Regions from separate parts of the Mus musculus genome. Here region 2 is linked to region 1. Evidence: chromatin contacts called from public Hi-C data. All regions are on one chromosome and are shown on one strand. The core of a region is the stretch at or near the end of the contact, and the rest is flanking DNA. Distances in the headings are between cores, read along the strand shown. Region 1 has its middle 46 kb from the start of Gclc. Region 2 overlaps Gclc (glutamate-cysteine ligase, catalytic subunit).

Evidence for each region. A called contact is a pair of places that touch in the nucleus more often than the background predicts.
Region 2: a contact with region 1 is called in a Hi-C map of liver, with 2.8 times the contacts expected there. The contact joins two enhancer-like sites. A contact is called at or near these places in 1 of 15 datasets of contacts at CTCF or cohesin (pro-B cells), 16 of 484 Hi-C or Micro-C datasets (the Ba/F3 cell line, CD8 T cells, ECoMG-derived neutrophils and 9 more) and 7 of 115 datasets of contacts at active chromatin or transcription factors (embryonic stem cells, hepatocytes, intestinal villus epithelium and 4 more).

Annotation. Positions count from the first base shown.
Region 1 is chr9:77,706,091-77,711,709 of GRCm38.p6, reverse strand. No RefSeq gene overlaps it. Among named protein-coding and RNA genes, the nearest start is that of Gclc, 46 kb to the left of the region's middle. Within about 2 kb of position 3,814, at least 23 of the 459 cell types and tissues checked have an H3K27ac peak or open chromatin away from gene starts, as enhancers often do. A contact at or near this core is called in hepatocytes, kidney and liver, where this site is marked.
Region 2 is chr9:77,780,193-77,785,882 of GRCm38.p6, reverse strand. Gclc (glutamate-cysteine ligase, catalytic subunit) reads right to left here. Exons shown (of 16, transcript NM_010295.2): 5 at 4,741-4,799; 6 at 4,516-4,649; 7 at 475-549; 8 at 17-133. Among named protein-coding and RNA genes, the nearest start is that of Gclc, 29 kb to the right of the region's middle. Within about 2 kb of position 3,537, at least 36 of the 459 cell types and tissues checked have an H3K27ac peak or open chromatin away from gene starts, as enhancers often do. A contact at or near this core is called in hepatocytes, kidney and liver, where this site is marked.

The DNA.
Region 1 (5,619 bases), core at 2,565-5,064:
TCTAACTCATGGGGCTGTTCACTTGAATCAGTCAGCACATTTCTCTGTTTCTGCTGGTAGAGCGAGTGAGCTTTAGACTTCTTAGAAAAAATTCCTTTTGTTATATATAAGATCTGGGGTAAAGATTCTAAGAGATTGCATCTTATATGACAGCCCTGTAGAAGCTGATGCGCACCCCCCCAACCTCTCTTTGTTCTTTATCATCATGGTGGTCTCCACTCTGCTCTGCTTCTTGTGGCTTGTTATCTAACTAAAATTGCTTTGTTTGCCTGGTTAAAATGTGGTTTCCTTGCAGGAAACAAACTCAAGATTTTAACTAAACCTTCTAGAATTGCCCAATTGCACTTAGGGCAGAGGGTTTAAGACACAAGAATACAAGTTTTCTCAAGGTTGGGCGTAAACTACCTTTAGTAAAACCTTGGCATATATTTTGTGCATTCAGAGGGCATGTCAGAACTTAAGCTTCTCATTTTTCACGTCTCAATTATGCCCATTCATCATCGTCTTGGCAGGCTAGTTGAATTTCTAAAGCATATTGCATTCTCCTCTGACCTCATGTATGTTCTAAGATGTAAGTGACTAACCATAGCCAGCCGTCAATCATTATTCTGTTCTACTGTCTATTTCACAGTTATATGTGGCTAGCAGTAGCAAACCATTATTCTGTTTCTATAGTGTATTTCACAGTTATCTTACACGAATTTTAAAAATTTATTTATTACATATAAGTACACTGTAGCTGACTTTAGACACCCTAGAAGAGGGCAGCGGATCTCATTACAGATAGATGGTTGTGAGCCACCATGTGGCTGCTGGGATTTGAACTCAGGACTCGGAAGAGTAGTCAGTGCTCTTAACCACTGAGCCATCTCTCCAGCCCCATCTTACATGAATTTTTGAATCGAGGATTATGAAAAACGGAGGGTTTAAGACATTAGGCTTTTGAGGTTCAAACTGTAGTCAGTCAGTCAGCACTATAGTCACCTGAAAGTGTGGGCGACAGGCAAAGGAAACCTTGGTTTCAACACGAGAACTAGGTCAGAACACATGTGTTTCATTACATTCTATTTCTTTATTGTGTGTGTGTGTGCATGTATGTTTGTGTGCGGGTGTGCCCATGCCATGACACACGTGTGGAGGTCAGAGGGTTCCTTGTAACTTGTCTGAGGAGACAAGCTCAGGTCATCAGGCTTGGTGGCAATTGCCGTCACCCGTTGAGCCATCTCATGGCCCTACAGACATGTTTCTAAATATTAGCCCCTCATCCCCTTGGCATGCTTCTCATGTATATTAAATATGAGGCAACCTGATGTCATGCTTTGGCTTAATCACCTGTGTCCCTGGCACTCAAGCTCTAACATAGAAAGATTAAAGAAAAAAGTTTTATTTTTGAACCTTAAAATCACCATTATATGTTTATATACACTGGTGCTTGTAAAAAATAATGTGAATATTAAACAAGACACAAGGTAAAAATCTTTTTTGCTGATATGCCAGCCAAAGTCCTCATGGGAGATGAACTGTGATCTTCATCACACTTCTTGCAGGAGTGGAGACCTGCTTATGTGTATTCCAGATGTCCTGACATCTTCATTCAAGGGGACTGATCTACGCAAATGGCTTAAGTCACTCAAATGTGGGCATCTGTCATTTTAAACAGCCATTGATCTTATTTCCAATAATCAAAACTTCAGGACTTGCTGTTTTTAAATTTCTTCCTGTCCTAACTCAAAAGTTGTCATGGTTACCCTAAGATTTGCGTTGCACTCTATTTACGTTGAGGTCATCTTTGGAAGTTCATTAAAACAAAACAACAAAACAAAACAAAACAAAACAAAACAAAACTCTTTTCAAATAACCAGGTTTGGAGTATTTAGGATTCAGAACTTTACAAATTTAAAAGATATTCTCTATTCTATAATATTCTAAGTAGACTATGGGACGTTACCTTTAAATAAACATCAGTATTTCTTATTTCTACAACCTAATCATTCATATTAAATTTATATTAATTAAATATAATTAAACATTATATTAATTATCTAATATAATTATTAGATAAAATATATAATGTATATTTAAACAACTGTCTTTAAGACACATCAAATGTGTGTCATAAAATTGGTCAAGATTTTACAAAATCTTGAAATTATAAATGAAGAAAAGGGTATCTGTCTAAAATGAGTAGAAAATTAGTAATGTTTAGTTCATGTTTTATCAGGTGGTAAGGGCTTTGCAAAAGTCAGACCTTATTCCTCACACGTTTGTTCTATAAATTCTGTAATATTTAATAGCTGACATAGCCAGAATATCATGCAAGGCCGAGATTCTTCCAGGAAGCAGGTCCTGGACCTTGCGAGCCCTCGCCAGTTTTCTGCCTCTGAGCTTTGCAAGCAGCTTCATCCCCGTCAATTCTGAGCACCCTTCTCTTTTTAAAAGACCCTACTTTTACCCAGAGTGTCAAGCTAAAAAAACTACTTGCTTTATTGGGTCATTGTGCAACTGGAGGTCATGTGACCCCATAGCGTTCCATGAGACAGTGGAAAGGCGCTTTTCTAACACTTGTGGAGCCTTGCCTAGTTCCCCTTTTCTACTTGGCAAGAATGCAGATTGAAAGAAGAAAAAAGCATGAATATTCACCTTGTTCTAAGCCTCGTTCTGATGATGGTGGATGCAAAAACTAGAAGTGGCCTGATGAAATACATCAGCTTTGGAGATAGCCCATGATGCCTTGTTCTTAACACACAGAGAGAACTTTCACTTTAAGCTTGGGGCTTAAAGTGTCTGTTATTTGCTCCTAAACACATTCCCAAATATTATTCTAAGTTGTAATCTTTCTCCCTCTTATTTTTAATGCCAGTTTGTCGTCTTTTCATCACTTCTGAACATAAGTATAGCTATGTAATATACTCATTGCTCCTGGTAAGCAGAAGTGGCTCTGATTTCCAAGGTTATCACTAGTTCACAAGACAGGGTCTCTTTTCATTACTAACGCTCTCATCTGCTGCTCTTGTGTTCCTCTCCTTGCCCTGAACACATGCTCACCTGCGCAGAGTGGTGTAGCCTTCCTTGTAAGTCCCTGTGAAAAAGAAAAACTATAGGAGTTTAATTTAAAAAGCTTATAATGATTGTTTAAAAAGAATTGAAAATTATTGCTGGAGAGTTCCCTTTTATTTATGGCATTTATTTATGGTGTTTTGTTTTGTTTTGTTTTGTTGTTTGTTTGTTTTGTTGAGACAGGGTTTCTCTGTATAGCCCTGGCTGTCCTGGAACTCACTCTGTAGACCAGGCTGGCCTCGATCTCAGAAATCCACCTGCCTCTGCCTCCCAAGTGCTGGGATTAAAGGCGTGCAACCACCACTGCCCAACTTATGGCATTTTTTTTTCCTCTCTGATGGCATTAAAAACAACGTTTGGAAGTAATCACTCAGCTCAGTTAAGTTCAGGTCAGATTAGTGCCTTAATTCAACCAGTTTCATTTCAAGTTTGCTTATTCTTTTAATCAAAATGTTTGCACATCACTATGAAACCCTTTCTTTCTTTGAGCTGAATTTGATGCAAACCTTGTTCCACAGTGTGGAGTTTCACTTTCTGTGACCTCTTTTACCTGTGTGCCTTGTGGCTCACTTCTTGGCCTTTTTTCTTTTCCCCCTGGGGACACATCTCTGGGGCTCCTCCTAACTGTGTGCTCATTTGGCTTCAGCTTCTAGAAGATTCGTTCTGAGTTGGTTTTGGCCGAGTAAGCTGGGCTTTCGCGCTGTTCACTTGTCCCAATATAAACACTACCTTTGTCCCCTGACTGGAGGATTTCATAATGCGGAGAGACAGATTAGGAGGCCTCACAGTAACACCAGTGCACTGATTCAGCTACCAGTGCTGTGTTCTTGAGGTTCGGTCTCTTCTGCCCCAGGGTAAGCCACTGCTCCTATGCCAGTCAGCAGCTGGGGGAGGGGGGGCAGTAGAGTTACTGCTGAGACAAACCCTCCTAGCTTCTTGCTGCCACGAACTTTAGATCCCATCTCATGACATCTGTCTCTTAGGCCCTGTGAGTTTACTCTGATCTGTCACCTCATGACATCTGCAGTGTCAATTTTTGTTGCCTGCTGTATAGGCCCTCCGTGGTACATATATATCTGCTGCTATTTGTTCATTATATATGTTTGGAAGGTAAGTCCTCATATCAGCAGAATCTGATTTATTTTTTTGGATATGTCCGAACCAATATATTTCAGTTCATTTTATGTAAGATCAATGCAACAAATGTGGCAGCTAATAACATACTTCTTGAGTATTTATTATATATATGATAAAGATTTTATATTTACTAATAACTTCTTAAGTGTTTATTCGGTGCTCATATTTTATATACATTACTCCTTCTTCATTTCTCTCTCAATGATCACTCCCCCTGACTAGCCTACTATGACCTAGCTGTTCTAGAACATAGAATATAGGCCAATTCTACTCTTAGATATGTGTTCATAAGGACTGAAAAACATAAGCCCCCCAAATTTATATGATTCAAATTTCTGTCAACTAACAGGATGTCATTCACTCCATAAATTCCAACACATACTTCAGCATGAATAAGGCATGCAAATCTTATGTAAATCAAAGAAATCAGACACAGCGGTCCCATACACATGTTTACAAGTAACAGGAGAGGTAGGAACAGGCAAGTCCCCAGAGACAGAGACTCAGTATGAGGGGCCCCTTTGGCTTTCTTCACGTCCCGACAACTTTCCAGAGCCTCTTGTTCTGCCTTTAGTATGTCGACAATCTTCATGTTCTAGGTGAGAAAGCCACGACATGCAAGATCAAGTCCTTCGCTTAACACCTGCTTAGAAAGATTCCTGGCCTCTAGGATGAAGCCCTGTCCCGTTCTGAGATCCATCCACGATCCTGCTCCACAGAGTTCCCCAGCTAGTGTCCACAGCTAGTGTCAGCGCAGTCTACATAACCCAGTGTTAATCTGCATTGATTAAAAAACTGAATTTGTTGACAATGTTGCAACCTTATACCACTTCACTAGCTATGGTCAGAACACTGGGTCCAGACATTTTATCTCCATGACAACCGTTTGATGAGGGGAGAAACCAGGGAGCCTGGGATACTTTGTTACAGCAGGCTTTCTGCTGGCATTTCCAGTCTTACTACCAGGGCCATCATTTAGTGGTAATTTTTTTTTAAGAGTACACTTAACAAAAAAAGGTTAACTTTTTTTTTTGCAACGTGTCTTTTGAAAAGAACGAAAGAGAATAAATATTATACATGTGCAATAAGAGTGAATAATGATTTGTATATAAAAATAATATTCTGTGTTTCTTTCCAAATAACATGACTGGCTAGTTCACATCTTTGTTGGCTGCTGTGGCTAGGGCTTTTTTGCAATCTATTAGAGTCAGCAACGAAGATGCCTTGGATGAGTTAGAGCCTTTCTGAACCATTACTTCATCTGGGAAACCAGAGTATAAAACTGATTTCATGCCAAGGGTTTTCATGTTTATATTGCTGGGATTCACAAAAGTGAACCCCAAAGTGTCATTTTGGCATGCTAAGTTGGAGGAGTGGTCTCAGAGACGATCCCTAGGGTAGAAAGGCAAGGCAGTGATGGAGAGG
Region 2 (5,690 bases), core at 2,288-4,787, 74 kb before region 1:
AAAAATCATTCCTTACCTCCAGGCCTCTCTCCTCCCGTGTTCTATCATCTACAGAGGCAGAAATCACTCCCCAGCGACAATCAATGTCTGACACGTAGCCTCGGTAAAATGGAGATGCAGCACTCAAAGCCATCTAAAGACAAAACAGCAAGTGAAGGGTCAACGTGCTGCGTACACAGAGAAGGCTCCACCCACTCACCATCCTTGATGTTCCACTCATGTACTCCCAGCTACTGTCTTATAAATAGAATGTACAAGAAAGAACTCCAAGTCTGTACTCACTAAACTCATCCCTTCTATAGCACCAGGACATACTGGCAGACAGAGAAAGAATGGTCGTACTCAAATATAGTACTAGCAACAATAAGCAACTATTGCTCTTCTCCTCAGTGCTCCTTCTATATGTTCATTAAATCGCACATGGTCTTATTTTCTACAAAGACGCATTTAAAGAGAGACATACTTTCTACTTACAACAATTGGGCAGATAGTGGCCAGCTGATCATAAAGGTATCTTGCCTCAGATATGCTGCAGGCTTGGAATGTCACCTGTTTGAGAACAGAAATTATTAAAACAACGAAAGTCATTATCAGGCCCACAAGCAGTAAGTCTGAGAAGGACGGTGGATAGAGAAAAGAAGGTGGTCACGTCACAGATGCAAAGGCTTCAGGTATGGCTTACAAGTTGTCTTGGGTAAATGTCTGTACTCATGTCCCACAACTCATAAACACACCAGTGAAAGCCAAAACCACTGTCAAGCCAGGAAAGAGAAGAGAGACTTGCAAAAGGCAGCAGAGCTTTGGTCTCTTGTTGGCTTCCAGTAGCAGCGGGCTTACATGCATTTTGGTATAAAGACGGGTCTGGAGGGCTGTATTTGGTCTATTTCCAAGCACGGCAGAGTGGGGTGAGGTTGTTGGGGATGTGGAAGGTGGCAAGGCCAGAAGGGACTAGAGTAAAATCACTGGTCTGAGAAGGAGAAAGCTCAGGGCTAGAAGAAGGGGCATGCCAGAGTTGAAGAGGTGGGCTCTGGGGACCTGGGGACAGAGCATGAGGGAGACTTCTGTTGGGTGTTCCTAGGGCATAGAGGAAGAAGAGGTACAGGTGCTGTGACATGCGGGTTAATGGATGTTAGGGGATGAAAAGTCCTGGAAACAGCTAGGTTTCCAAGGCTCTGGACTTCAGAAGGAAAAAAAAAAAATCAGTGTCGGAGTGTCTATTCTGACAATGCCCCAAATTCAGTAAGATTACCTAGGAAGCCTCACAAGGGGAAAGTAGGCACCAGAAAATTATAGGAAAATCACATTGGTTAACGCAAATCCTCTACAATAATAACCCCAAAGAAACAAAGTTTTGCGTTTCTTCACAGGGAAGAGTGGCAGTGGTGGTCAAGGAGCACAGTTTGTGAAAACAGCACAACTATTATAAGCACAAGTTGAAAACAATTTTACCTTCCTCCATTATGGCCATTCAATAATGACAGTTTGAGTTTGGTGCTGATGCAGGAAATAATTGATGTGCTGATGAAAGCACTGTTACGACTCTCAGTGTTATTGTTATGACTCTTAGTTCCAGCGGTTTAACTGTCTCTCTCAACTGTCCCTTATATCATCAAACAAGTTCCATGGGGGACATCTGCTGAATTATATACGGCAACTGACTTCTGAAACAATCATTTAAATAACTTGGTGTTCTGATCTTCCTGTAGTTTCCATGGTAATGCTAAAGTGAGTAACACATTAAGTAATGAGATTTACTAGTCACTACAGATTAAGATAATGTGAAGCTATGTTGTAGCCATTAAGGAAAAAAAAAAAATCAAATGTTACAGTAAAAATTGAGGAGAGCTGGAGATAAGGTCTCTAAGGACATGAGACCATCAAACAATGTGAGGCCAGGGAGAGAGCGGAGGAGCTAAAGTGTTTGCCTTGTTAGCACTAAGACCTGACTTTGATTCCCTAGAACCCCCACCAAAAGCTGGGTGTGGTGTATGTGTTTATAGTCGTGGGGCCAGAGAGGCAAAGACAGGCAGATTTCTAGGGCTCGTTAGCTCTAGGCCAATGAGTGACCCTTATGGACAGTGCTTGAGGAACGGCAGCTGAGGTTGGCCTCTGGTCTCTGCATGCATGTGCACACTTTATGGAGTAAGGATTCAGTGTGGAATGGAGCAGGATAGGCAGAGTACTGCTCACTGTCTGTGGTCCTATCACCAGGATTCTGTCTTGATGTTTTCTGTCCCAAGAATGTGGGGCAGTGTTTATTACCTATTTACTAAATTGACAGAAGGTCATGAAGGAAAGAGGATGCTGAGATGTAAGACAGTCACGTGTTTCTGGGTGTTGTGACGCAGACAGAGTCTGTTGGACATGTGTTTCTTAGATCTATGTCTGTCCTGTGACTGTTAGGCATGTTCCTGTGCATTACTCTTTAGTTTTGCAAAGATACTGCAGTGACAACTTTTCTAGGATGGTGTCTTTCCTTGGTAGCTTGGGACAGAGTAGGATTCGTAGGTACATCCTGAAAAACCCAGCTTTAGAAAACTCTATGAAGAGGAGGGACTGGGATTTCCAAGTTGCAGTGTAACAACAGTTATCGTAAGTAGATTTCCTAACTGCCTTCCTGTCTCTAGAGCCGAAACACTCTGCGCATCAAGTCAAGCGGAACGCCACGCTAAACGGTGACTTTCATAAACAGTGACTTTGGTGGGGAAAGCAAAACCAAGGAGCTCTGACCCCTGACAAAGGCATAGCACGGGAAGGCTGGCTTCTGTTGCCCTCCTAAGAGATCCCACGGGAGGAGACGTCACTAGGACACTGACAGGAGGGAAGGAGGACCTGTGAAACACGGAGATGAGAAACCAAACCCGACACTTACCTAGAATCTGGTTTTGAAACCACATAATTCTCTTAAGTAGAAAAAAGGAGGAGGAAAAAAAATCCATAGCAGGCCATGGCCTTTTTCTGAAGTGTAAAGATTTACTTCTCTGAGATGGTCTGGATATGGAACCCACACTGGCCTGAGCTCACACTCCCTCTGTAGCACTGGGATGCCAGGCAAGCACTATAGCACTCAGCAAGCTCACAAACTTGGAGGAGTTTTGTTTTGTCCAGTTAAGTCTACTATTAACTAAAAAAGTACTTACCATTTCTTTTTGTGCTTTTCTATAATAAATACTTCTTTCAGGTCCCAGTCAGAAGATATAAGGCAGGGACTTTTGTAGCTACTTCTGAGTTCATCTCATTGTGTCACTACAACCTTTTGAAGTGGGATACTGTAACTGGTTATGTTGGGGGAAGTACTAAACTCATACCTTAAATAGATTAGACAACTGTGTCTTTACATGAAAATGCTTGTCCCCACCAGTAGGACTCACTTATTTGCATAAATCAAGTGTCTCAAGCGAGACTGTCACTTTGTGCAACCCTGAAAGACCCTGGTTCAATATTAAGCCAAGGAAGGGCTGGGTTCCAAGAACACTCCCAGAATACTGAAGCCACACATTTTAAGTGCTGCAGCTTAATGATTAATTCCAGAAATGTTTGTACTTAAGATAAGAAAGCGGGTAACACAGTCAAAAGTCAGCCTTGTTTTAAATGATGTGTGACCGTTCTTAAGGGAACATTCTGGCGTCTGTTTGGAGGCTACATATCTGATTCTACTTAAATATGCAAAGGAAACAAAATACCTTTTCATGCTATAGAAACATGTAGCATGGGAAAGTCTGACTTGGGTATTAAATCTAAATTATCTGTACTTTCAAAAATAACAGTTGGGAGGCTAATGTGACAACTGTGTGTACAGCTGCAGCCCTAAGAAAAGAATGCTGAGTTTTGTGCCCTTTGTGCTGTGGCTACAGTCAGTTTAACTAAGTAAGCCAGCTCAGCATGGAGGCAGCAAGGGCAGAGACGACCACGGGCCTGTGTGGGCTGGGAGACTGCACTCCCCACTCTGCTCCTGAGGGAGCCTGGTGCAGTCACTGTTGGAGGCCATCAGTTATTTGATTAGTCCCAGCAAAAATTTTAACTGTTCGAACAGAGAAATACTATTGTATCTCTAGTGTAATTTAGCCAGGGGCAAGGCAAAGACTGTTAAATATTTATTCCTTTTAAACCACGAGGTAGCTTTGCACAAGAATAAAAATTTAAATGCCAAACAACCTTTGCCCTTGGATCATAAAGTCACTGGATTCTCTCACCAGAGGTCATTTTCAGAAATAGAGATCTGAGCCTTGTATAATATCCTCAAAGGCTGTCACTAGATGGCGGTAAAAAATCAGGCATCTAAAAAGGGCATTCACCAACATCTGTTTACCAATAGATACCAAGTTTAGTAACAACCACACACCTCTGTGGTAAACTGTGAATTTTCAGTCAAAAGACAGCTACAAAAGACTTTACTAAAGCAACATCATTTTTCAGAAGGTAAGCTATCTTTCGAATCAGATTAGAAGGTGACTTTAAACCAGACACATGCATAGTGAAGAGGACATTTAAGTCTCCATACAACACAGGCAATACCTGGAGACAGCAGTTGCCCATCCCGAATCCCATGGCATCCATGTAGATATGGTCTGGCTGAGAAGCCTTTGATGCCTCCGCATCTTCTGGAAATGTTTCTACAAATGGAGATGGTGTATTCTTGTCCTTGAATACTGCATTATTAATGAAAAGAAGAGGAGCTGAGAATCAAGGCTGCCGGTTGGACTATGCTGCCCCAGCCCCAGCCCAGCCCCACCCACTTACTTGGCACATTGATGACAACCTTTTCTCCTCTCCGATGCCGGATGTTTCTTGTTAGAGTACTACAGCAAGCAAACAAAAGGACAGGTCACCCAACAACTGCCACATTAGAATCTGAGCACATCGAACTGAATGGAACTGAATCCTACCGCAAACTAAAAATCCGAGACTGGCTCATGGCACGTGACATGCTACCCTAAGGGTTTCCTGAAAGGGGACTGGTGAGCAGCAGTTCCTGCGCTCTGCCTGGGGACCACCCCTTCTTGCTCACCTAGTCAGCACAGGTGTTCATGGCAACCACAGTCCAGCTAATTCTAACATTACTCATGAAAATTCCAATGATTTTAGTCAAATTTAAGAACTTAGGTTTTGGTTATCACTGAAGTCTCAAAATCACTTGCTTCAGCCCCCGATCCAAAACACAGACTGATTCTTACCTGATGCGCACATTATGGCCACCGACACTTGCAGTCACTGGTCCTAATTCAAACTCACAATTTTAACAGCACAAAGAGAGGAAAAAAAATTCCTCTCAGATTTTTGAACTGACTCTAAATTGCAGCAACACTTTAGATAGATGAGGTTTGATAAATTATGAAACCAAGGTTCACTTATTTTATGTTATATGACTCCTGCTTTGATCCCTCAGTCAGGACACGAGGACCTCCTGTGCTGGCCTTTCCCGTGAGGGATTCTGGGTAGCTTTTATAATCATCATGATCCATCTTTGCAGCAGCTCAGTGTTTTCTTTTTAACACACGCAATAATGGCTCTTTAATCCCAGTACTAGAGAGAGAGGTAGGAGGATCTTTGTGAGTTTGAGGTCAACCTAGTCTATACAGCGAGTTCCTGTATAGCCAAGCTTCCTAGACAGACCCTGCCATGAGTAAGTAAACAAACAAGCAAGCAAGCAAATGAATGAATGAAGGAACAAACAACAACCCCTGCCTCAA